Linked DNA regions of Macaca mulatta: region 1 is linked to region 2. The links are chromatin contacts, called in public Hi-C maps. All regions are on one chromosome and are shown on one strand. Each heading gives the region's core, a stretch centred on a gene start, on an enhancer-like site or on the middle of the called end of the contact. The rest is flanking DNA. Distances are from core to core; before and after follow the strand shown. Region 1 holds the start of PLCB1 (phospholipase C beta 1). Region 2 overlaps PLCB1 (phospholipase C beta 1).

Evidence for each region. A called contact is a pair of places that touch in the nucleus more often than the background predicts.
Region 1: a contact with region 2 is called in a Hi-C map of fetal cortex germinal zone, with 6 times the contacts expected there. The contact joins the promoter of PLCB1 here to the enhancer-like site in region 2. A contact is called at or near these places in 6 of 14 Hi-C or Micro-C datasets (blood, cortical neurons, fetal cortex germinal zone and 3 more).

What each region holds. Positions count from the first base shown.
Region 1 is chr10:75,852,189-75,856,948 of T2T-MMU8v2.0, reverse strand. It overlaps PLCB1 (phospholipase C beta 1), which reads left to right and starts at 3,357. Exons shown (of 32, transcript NM_001257867.1): 1 at 3,357-3,461. The coding sequence starts at 3,363.
Region 2 is chr10:75,603,517-75,608,457 of T2T-MMU8v2.0, reverse strand. All of the region lies in intron 3 of PLCB1 (phospholipase C beta 1), which reads left to right. Among named protein-coding and RNA genes, the nearest start is that of PLCB1, 250 kb to the left of the region's middle. Within about 2 kb of position 1,602, at least 3 of the 40 cell types and tissues checked have an H3K27ac peak or open chromatin away from gene starts, as enhancers often do. A contact at or near this core is called in fetal cortex germinal zone, where this site is marked.

The sequences.
Region 1 (4,760 bases), core at 2,108-4,607, 250 kb before region 2:
AGACCCTTCCTATTGTTTCAAAAAACAGTACGCAGCACCGAACTTGATGGATCACAGGCCTGGCTCACACAATTTTGGATTTCTTACAGATCCCTTTGCATAGCAAAAATCTCCACACTTAAAAAACATTTCTATCTTGTATACTGAACAAAAGGTGTGGAAAATGAGGGAGTTAAACCATGCTGCTTCAAGACTCATGCTACGTGTTGAAGGGATTTATCCTGTAGTTCTCCTTTAACAAGCTGCGTCATTTTGCTGGCTGAAGAAACTCTTGCAGCCCATGTTTGTCTTGAAGACAAATCCTGTTCAGATTTCTACAGCGTTCTCTCCTTTTTACATCCACGTTCACAGCAACAGCTGGGAGGAATCAGGGATGCTTGATGAAATACTCAACTATCCATTGCTAATAATGGTGGTTACCACATGACTCCCAACTCAGTGCCATTCAACAATGAACATTTATTATCATGTTCATGAGTCTGCAGGTTGGCTGAGTCTGGGAGATCTAGGATGGTTTCTATTGGACTTGTTTCCAAGCTGTAAATGGGGCTTAGGTCTGTCCTGATTGTCTCCTTAGATCAGAGGCTCCCTGAGGCATGTTTATCTCATGGAAATGATAAGAAACCCAAGAGGGAAAGCCCAACCTCAAAGCATATTTTGAGCCTTTGCTCATATCACATCTTCAGACATCCCATTGGCCAAAGCAAGTCACATTGCCCAACATCAATGGGATTGATAAATAAACAGGGTGTCTAGTAAAAACTGTAAGGTCACAAAGAAAAATTTGTGGACACAGGAAGGAGCAGGGAGCAGGGAACTATGATGCAATAAGCTACCACAGGAGGCTCAGTCTACTTTCTTATTTTGCTTAGAGCTCATTTTAACTCTCCTATCTCCTCTTCTAGTGAGCGCAGCCTTGTCTTGCCTTCCTAAGCCACTGTGATAGGTAAAAACTATTTGCCCAGTAAATAACAAAGAGATGGAAGGAAAAAAGGAAAGGAAAGGAAGGGAAAGGAAAAAAATTTGATATGATCAGTTGTAAGGACAATTGAGAAGTCCTGGAGCCCCGGAAGAAGAGTTTCATTGCAGTACTCTGAAGTAGAGAAAATGGATGTGAGAAGGTGACTGGTACCTTCTGTGAGGTAATTAGCAAACCAAGGCTGCTGGCTAGAGGGACTGTGGACTATTCAGGTTTTAGTTTAGGGACATGTGATCAAAATGAAACAAGTCAGTTTTTCATGAAATTCTTTGTAGCAAGTGGCTTCCAAGCACAAGGCAAGACCCCCAAATGAGCAGGAATCATGGGTCTTGTTCACCAGGTTATCCATGGTGATTACAATAGTGGCTAGTATACAGCTGGCTACCAATAAGTATATTTTAAATGCATTGAAATATTTAATAGCAATTTTCTGTATTGGATTTTGGTAATCTTTTGACTGAGTTCTTAAACATTGGGCCTTGGAGTCCTGAGGGCAGAGAACAGGGAGAATGAAGAATTAAGAGAAAGTAGTGTTTCTCTCCATTTTTCTCTCTTCATGGTCTTTCTTCTTTTAAAAAATCAACCTGTTTGAGATATAATTTACTTAAAACAAACTGCACTCAATTTAGGCATACTTACAGAACGTACAGGTTTTGATAAATATACACACGTGATATAGAACATTTCCGACATGTTCAACAGGTGCTGGTAGCCCTTCCCTGTCCATCTCTACCTATCCCTGGCCACAGGCAAGCTTTCTGTCAACATAGAATATGTTGCCTGTTCTGTAGTTGCTACACATGGAATCATGCTCGTGTCCGGCTTCTTTTACTAAGCTTAAAGTCGCGATTCATCCCTGCCCTTGCATGCCCACTCATTTTTATTGTGGAATAGTATTCCAATGTTTGGGCATACCACAGTTTGTTTATCCATTCACCCGTTGATTGACATATGTGGGCTACTAAGAAGAAAGTTATTCACATCACTTTACAAATCCCTGTGGACTTGCATTTTAATTTCTCTTGCACAAATACCTAGGAGTGGAATTTCTAGGTTGTATGATAAGTAAATATCTTACTTTATTAGAAACTGTTCTCCAAAGTGGCTTTACTATTTTATATTCCCTCCAGCAATGAACGAGAGTTCCAGTTGCTCCACATCCTTTCAAGCATTTGGTATTATCAGTCTTTAAAATTTTATCCATTCTGGTTCCCCTCTTTCCCTTCTTCCCTCCCTCCCGTGCTTGAATTGAGAAATGTTTGTGGAAGGAGTGAAGACAAACATTCCTGGACCTACGTTCCTAAATGAGCAAGTTTCTATTAGTAAGACTCTCCCCGACCCGCTTCACATCCTACATACTCAAGGAGAGGCGCGGGAGAGGGGATCCTCTTTCTTCCTTGGAAAATAAAACCTTTGCTTTCTTTAGGGTGGGCTTTCTATCTCAAAAGCGCAAAGTAACCGTTTGCCCAGGTTTCAAGATCAGCGCGCTGCAAACTCTCAGCCGTGGCGAGGTTTCCTCAAAGAGCCTCTCAGCTGCGCTCGTCTCTGCTGATAAATGATAATTCTTTTCTCAAAAAAGCTGGTTTGTGGCCGGCGCTGGAGTGCTCCAGCTACAGTTGAAAGCTGCGGGTTGCCTCCGGTTCCTCCGAATGGGTCCCTTTTCCCACCCGGTTGGGATCCAAAGACGCTCCGGAACTCGAGCCCAAGTTCCCAAGAAAACCCCAAAGAGCGTAAGGCTCCTGGGGACCCCTAACACCCCTGCAACCAGGGCACCAGGCATGCTCAGAGCGAATGCGGGAGGCAGGCGTTGGCTGCAATGGGGCTCAGGAGCCAGGAGGTGCCGCTGCATCCCCGCTTCCTGGCGCCTGACCCAGCGTGCAAAGTTGGGCTGGGAGCCGCGGGGGGAAGGAAGGACCCAGCGAGCGAGGGTGGCGGGGAAGGGGGTGGGGGGAGGAGGAAGGAGGAGGGAAAAGAGCGCGGAGCGGGGGCGCCGGGCGTGTGTCACTCTCTCTCTCCCTCTGTGTATAGAGGATGTGCTGAATGGTGCGCTTTGAGGCGGCGGCGGCGGAGGAGCAGAATCCGCCGCGACTGGCAGCCTCGGCTGCCCGGCTCGGCTTCTCTTCGCCTTCCGAGGCTCCTCATCCACCGCGGGTTCCCGACCTCGCGTCCCGCCTGGGGCATGGCCCGGCGCTGCGCCCCCGCGCGCTCTGCCTGCTGAGCGGCGCCGGAGGGAGGTGCGGAGGCCGGGAGGCCGGGGAGGCCGGCGGGGGAGAAGAGTCGAGCGCCTCAGGAGCAGAGAAAGGAGCCCGCGCCCCGCGCCCCGCGCGCGGTTCCCAGTCCCTGCCGCGCTCGCCCGGGCCGCCCGGAGCCCAGATGAGCCCAGATGGCCGGGGCTCAACCCGGAGTGCACGCCTTGCAACTCAAGCCCGTGTGCGTGTCCGACAGCCTCAAGAAGGGCATCAAATTCGTCAAGTGGGATGATGTAAGTATTGGGGCGGCGCGAGTCGGGGCGCTGGCTCGGGCACCGGGCAGGGCGGGCGTCGTGGGGGTGGGGCGAGGGGCGCGTTATGCAATGGGCGCACTGGGAGCGGGCAGGGGCCGCCTCGGGCGCACAGGTTGGCATCTGCCAAAGCGGATGTCCAAGGGCAGAAGCTTTGCGCGCGCTCCTGTTTTATCGGGCTTTAGTAGTTGCCATCCTTTCTGGGTCTGGCAAGCGCCCCCTGAGGGTCTTAAATCTTTTGGGCCAGTGGAGAGGGAGGGGCAAGCTTTGCCTGGTGACAGGTCCTGAAAGTTCGCGAAGTAGGGAGTGTGAAGTTGAGACCAACTGGAAAGCGCCTGGTGTGAACAAGTCGCGTCCCTCTCTGCCTGCGGACGCACCCCCTATTACCTCTTTTGCCCGATTTCAAGAAGGAAGGGCCTGAAGTCCACAACACTTAGTGATTGCGAACCCTCTTAGCGCTTTTGTGGGAGCCCACGCGGCGGAGGACACAACGGTCCAGCCAACAGGTGGTCGTTGATGCCAAACTTCAGCGCCTGGCTCCGGAGTGAGGGTCCCTGAAAAGGGCTGCGGGGACACATCTGGGGAGGGCGTGAACAGAATGGGGGCCCTTGAGGGGTCCTGGAGGACTCACGGGCCTGCAGGCAAGTGGAGAGGGCTGACTTTTGAGAACTGAGCTGATTGGAGTCTTCTGCCTGAAATAGACACGTTGAGGGGTTGCCCCAGGACTTACCTGCACCATTTGCCAGGTAGGGCAGAGCCTAGCCCAGCGCCAGGGTCTCTAATGCTTTACGTGCAGCCCAGACCCCACGACTTCAAATGACTTCCCCTTCCCCTTTACCCCAGTTGTCTTCAAAACACATAAATTAGTCATCCAGCTGAAAACATGCGAATCTTCTGATGGAGAGCATTATGGCATCAATTTTATGTCCTGGGTGTCATTCAAAAGGTTCGATAAGAAAAACCTACCGAAATAAATCCGAGTTGCCAGGTTCTAAGGAAATTTAAGTCCAAATGACTAATACATCTCTTAATCAGAAGGAATTATAGGAGAATGAGGCGTTCTTCTTGCCGAAAAGATTTTCCACCTAGTAAATTATAGCCTGTTATTCTCTAGGGTATTTTTCTTTAATCTTCTTAAGCCATTTTCCAGTGTCTGAAAACAATTTAAATATTCCAGGTAGTGAATCCAATTACTTAGCTGAGTGCGTCTGTGTCTATATTTTGTCCAGCTGGAAGCGCAAATGGAACTTGGAGTATGAACCACAGCTTCCTTGAAAGCTC
Region 2 (4,941 bases), core at 353-2,852:
ACCTGGCCTTTCTCTCTGACTGCCCTTAACATTTTTTCCCTTCATTTTGACTTTGGAGAATCTGAAAATTGTGTGTCTTGGGGTTGATGTTCTTGTGGAGTATCTTAGCGGTGTTCTCTGTATTTCCTGAATTTACATATTGGCCTGTCTTGCTAGGTTGGGGAAGTTCCCCTGGATAATATCCTGAAGTGTGTTTTCCAGCTTGTTTTCATTCTCCTTGTCCCTGTCAGGTACTCTATTCAATTGCAGGTTCAGTCTTTTTTACATAGTCCTGTATTTTGTGGAGGCTTTGTTTGTTCCTTTTCATTTTTTTTCTCTAATCTTGTCTGCATGCCTTATTTCAGCAAGGTGGTCTTCAAACTCTGATATCCTTTCTTCCACTTGGTTGATTCAGCTATTGATACTTGTGCATGCCTCACAAAGTTCTCGTGCTGTATCTTTCAGCTCCATCAGGTCATCGATGTTCCTCTCTAAACTGGTTTTCTAGTTAGCAGCTCCTCTAACCTTTTATCAAGGTTCTTAGCTTCTTTGCATTGGGTTAGAACATGCTCCTTTAGCTCAGTGGAGTTTTTTATTATCCATCTTCTGAAGCCTGCTTCTGTCAATTCATCCATCTCATCCTCTGTCCCGTTCTGCATCCTTGCTGGAGAGGCATTGAGATCCTTTGGAGAAGAAGAGGCACTCTGGCATTTTGGGTTTTCAGTGTTTTTCTATTGATTCTTTCTTGTCTTTATGAGTTTGTTTAGTTTTGATCTTTGAGGCTGCTGACCCTTGGATGGGGTTTTTGTGGGGAATTTTTGTTGTTGATGTTGTTATCGTTGCTTTCTGTTTGTTTGTTTTTCTTTCAATGGTCAGGTCCGTCTTCTATAGGGCTGCTGCAGTTTGCTGGGGGTTCACTTCAGGCCCTATTCATCTGGTTTGCTCTTGCACCAGGAGATGTTACTCAAGGAGGCTGGAGGATAGCAAAGATGGGCGCCTACTCCTTCTTCTGGTATCTCTGACCTCAAGGGGCACCAACCTGATGCGAGTAAGATTGCTCCTGTATAGGGTATCTGACAACCCTGTTAGAGGGTCTCACCCAGCTGGGTGGCATGGGGAACAGGATCCATTTAACGAAGCACTTTGACTGTCCCTTGGTGTAGGGGATGTGCTTCGCTGGGGGGAAATCCACTCGTCTGGGTTGCCTGGATTCCTCAGAACTACCAGGATGAAAACCTAAGTCTGCTGGTCCACAGAAACTGCGGTCACCCCTCCCCCTGGGGCTCAGGCGCAGGAAGATCACGGTTCTTTCCCTGAGCCTCTGGCTGAGTTGGAGTTCCTGCAAGGAGGTCCCACCGAGTGAGACAGGATAAGTCAGGGTCAGGCCTGAAGAGGCACTCTGACTGCAGTCAACCACAACTGGTGTGTTGGGCTGTGGGGGAATCTCTTGGGACCAAGCTGCCCAGCCTCCCTGGTCCCAGGAGGGGAAAAGCGTGGCCTGGAGCTGTAGAGATGGATGCCACCCTTCCCCCACTCAGGGAGCTTCGCATGACAGGCAGTTATGAGTCCCAGCGCTGGCTGCTGCCCCTCCTCTAAGGAGTTCGAATGGCTTAGACAGCAGGCAGCCACAGCTGTGGTGCTGGTGGCCCCTCCCCCTGGGAACTTGGCAGGCTTAAGCAGATTCGAGCTAAGAGGCTGTTGAGAATCTGCACAGCTCTGGGGTTGGGACCCTAGGCCCCAGTGGTGTGGGTTCACGAGTGCGATCTTCCAATCCATGGGTTGCACAGTTCCGTGGAAAAAGTGTGGTTTCCCCAGCTGGGTAGCACACTCACTCACTGCCTTCCTCGGCTGGGGGGTGAGGGCTCCCCTGTCCCATGTGGCTCTCAGGTGGACTGCCACACCACACTGCTCTTCCTTCCTCTCCATGGGTCATGCCAGCTGCCTAGTCCGTTCTGATGAGAGAACCTGGATATCCTGATTGCTGGTGGAGGATTCGCACACTATTATGGTTCTTTTCGATGGAGCCTCTGATGGCTGCTGCTCCTAGTTGGCCATCTTGGCCCTGCCTCCCCGTTCAAGTTTTATTATAAGATTGCAGGAAAGCAGTCACATCTTTAGATTCTAATAATAATTCTTGTATTCTAGCAATTACTACAACAACTACAGTGACTTTCTCCATTGAAGTAAAGGCATCTATGAGGATTGGAAACAGCTTCTTCCAAACTCCTCTTAATGTTGATATTTTGACCTCCTCCTATGAATCATGAATGTTCTTAATGGCATCTAGAAGGGTGAATTAAGGTTTTCAATTTACTTAGCACACATACATCTGAAACATCCCTATCTATAGCAGTGTAGCCTTACCTAAAGTATCTCTTGAATAATAAGATTTGAAAGTCAAATTTATTGATCCATGGGCTGCAGAATGGATGTGTTAGCCGGTATAAAACAACATTAATCTCCTTGTATATTACCATCAGGGCTCTTGAGTGACCAGGTGCATTGTCACTGAGCATTAATATTTTGAAAGGAATCTTTTCTCAGCATTAGGTCTCAACAGTTAAGCTTAAGGTATTTAGTATACCATGCTGTAAACAGATATGCTGTTATCAGACTTTGTTGTTCTATTTATAGAGCATACGTGGAATAGATTTAGCATAATTCTTAAGGGCCCTAGGATTTCCAGAACGGTCAATGAGCATTGGCTCCCACTTAAAGTTACTAACTGCCTTAATGCCTAACAAGAGAGTCAGCCTGTCCTTTGAAGCTTTGAAATCAGGCAGGCATTGACTTCTCTGAAGATATGAAGGTACTCGATGGCATCATCTTCCAACAGAAGACTGTTTTGTCTACATTGAAAACATGTTGTTTGGTGTAGCCACCTTCATCATTGATCTCAGCTAGATCTGGGTAACTTGCTGTAGCTTCTCCATCAGCACTTCCTGCTTCACCCTGCAATTGTATGTTATGGAGAAGGCTTCTTTCTTTAAACCTCACGAACCAACCACTGCTAGCTTCATACTTTTCTTTTGCAGCTTCCTAGCCTCTCTCAGTTGTCATAGGGCTGAAGAGAGTTAGGGCCTTGCTGTGGGTTAGATTTTGGCTTAAGGGAACATTGGGGCTGGTTTGATCTTCTATCCAGATGGCTCAAACTTTCTCCCTATCAGCAGTACGTTTGCTTTGCTTTCTTATCATTTGTGTGTTCACTGGAGTAGCAATTTTAATTTCCTTCAAGGACTTTTCCTTTACATTCACAACTGGGTGGCTGACTGTTTGGCACAAGTGGCCTAGCTTTTGTCCTATCTTGACTTTTGACATGCCTTCCTCACTCAGCTTAATCATTTCTAGCTTTTGACTTAAAGTGAGAGATGCATGAATCTTTTCATTTGAACACTTAGAGGCCATTGTAAGGTTATTAACTGGCCTAATTTCAATATTGTGTCTCAGAGAAAAGGGTGGCCCCAGGAGAGGGAGAGAGATAAGGGAACAGTTGGCCAATGGAGCAGTCAGTACACACACAACATTTATTCATTAAATTCAACATCTTATATAGATGCAGTTCCTAATGCTCCAAAACAATTACAGTGGTAATATCAAAGATCACTGATCACAGATCACCATAACAGATACACGAATTATTAAAATATTCTGAGAATTACCAAAATGTGACACAGATACATGAAGCATACACATGCTTTGTAAAAATGGCACCAATAGACTTGCTGGACTCAGGAATACCACAAACCTTCAATTCATAAAAACAAACAACAACAAAAAACCCCACAATATCTGCAAAGCACAATAAAGCAAAGTGCAATAAAATGAGGTGTGCTGGTAGCTATTGAAAGTCAAATCCATAGAGATAGAAAGTTGCATGGTGGTTGCTGGGGCTGGGGGAGGAGAAAATAGGGAGTTACTGTTTAGTGGGTACAGAGTTTTCGTTTGAGAAGATGAGAAAGTTCTAGAGATGGATGGTGGTGATGGTTGTACAACAGTGTGTATCTACTTAATGCCACTGAACTGTACACTTAAAAATGGTAAATTATATATTGCGTATGTTTTACCACGTTTTTTAAAAAAGAGGAAGAAACTGAGAAGGAGCAACCAGTGAGGAGGGAGAAGAACCAGAAGAATGCATATCCTGGATGCCTAAAAAATATTTCATAGAGGGAATCAAATGGTGAATTCAGGTCAAATGATGAATTTCCTTCTAGCTTTTATTTTTTTATTGAGACTTCACTTTGGCACACTAGTAACTTTACTAACGATACCCTTTTATATATGCTGTAAATATTTTCCTTATATCATGACCATTTCCTGCTAATATTCAAATTAGGCCATTTATTTAAGGGTTGTCAAATCTCAAATAGCTCATCATAGAATCTGGATGCCAATATATAAATCTCATAATGAGCTGTTATTTGGATGTTATACAACAGTGGTTTCAATGAATCATCTATGAGGCCTGGAGTTGAAATGAATGCTTTATTTATTGTCTCCCATTGCTGATTATAAGCTGTTTCCCTGATTTTGTACAGATTTCACCATTATGTGAAGTCACAGTCATAAAATTTGGTATAGATATTTGAGGTTTAGGAAAGAAGAAGAAAACTCTTTACACCACAAAATAAAGGTTTCTCCTTTTTTCTCCTGCTTGCTAAGGAGATCAACCTTTGACTCTTATTCTTGGTTCCAACTATTTCTTAATTTACCTAACATGCTTCAATAGTTTTTTTTAATTTGCTTTTTGGTTTGTTTTGTCATTCTGTTACTATAAATGTGTGCTTATTTATAGCTTTACTAAATGGAGCAAAATAGGGCTAAAAACTTACTGAATGATCTGTGTGTGTGTGTGCGCGTGTGTGTGTGATGGTTTTGACAGCTATTCACATTTATCTTTAGATGTAAATTATATGGCATAGTTCCTTTTTTATGTTCATTAAATTCCATAGATGTCAGTGG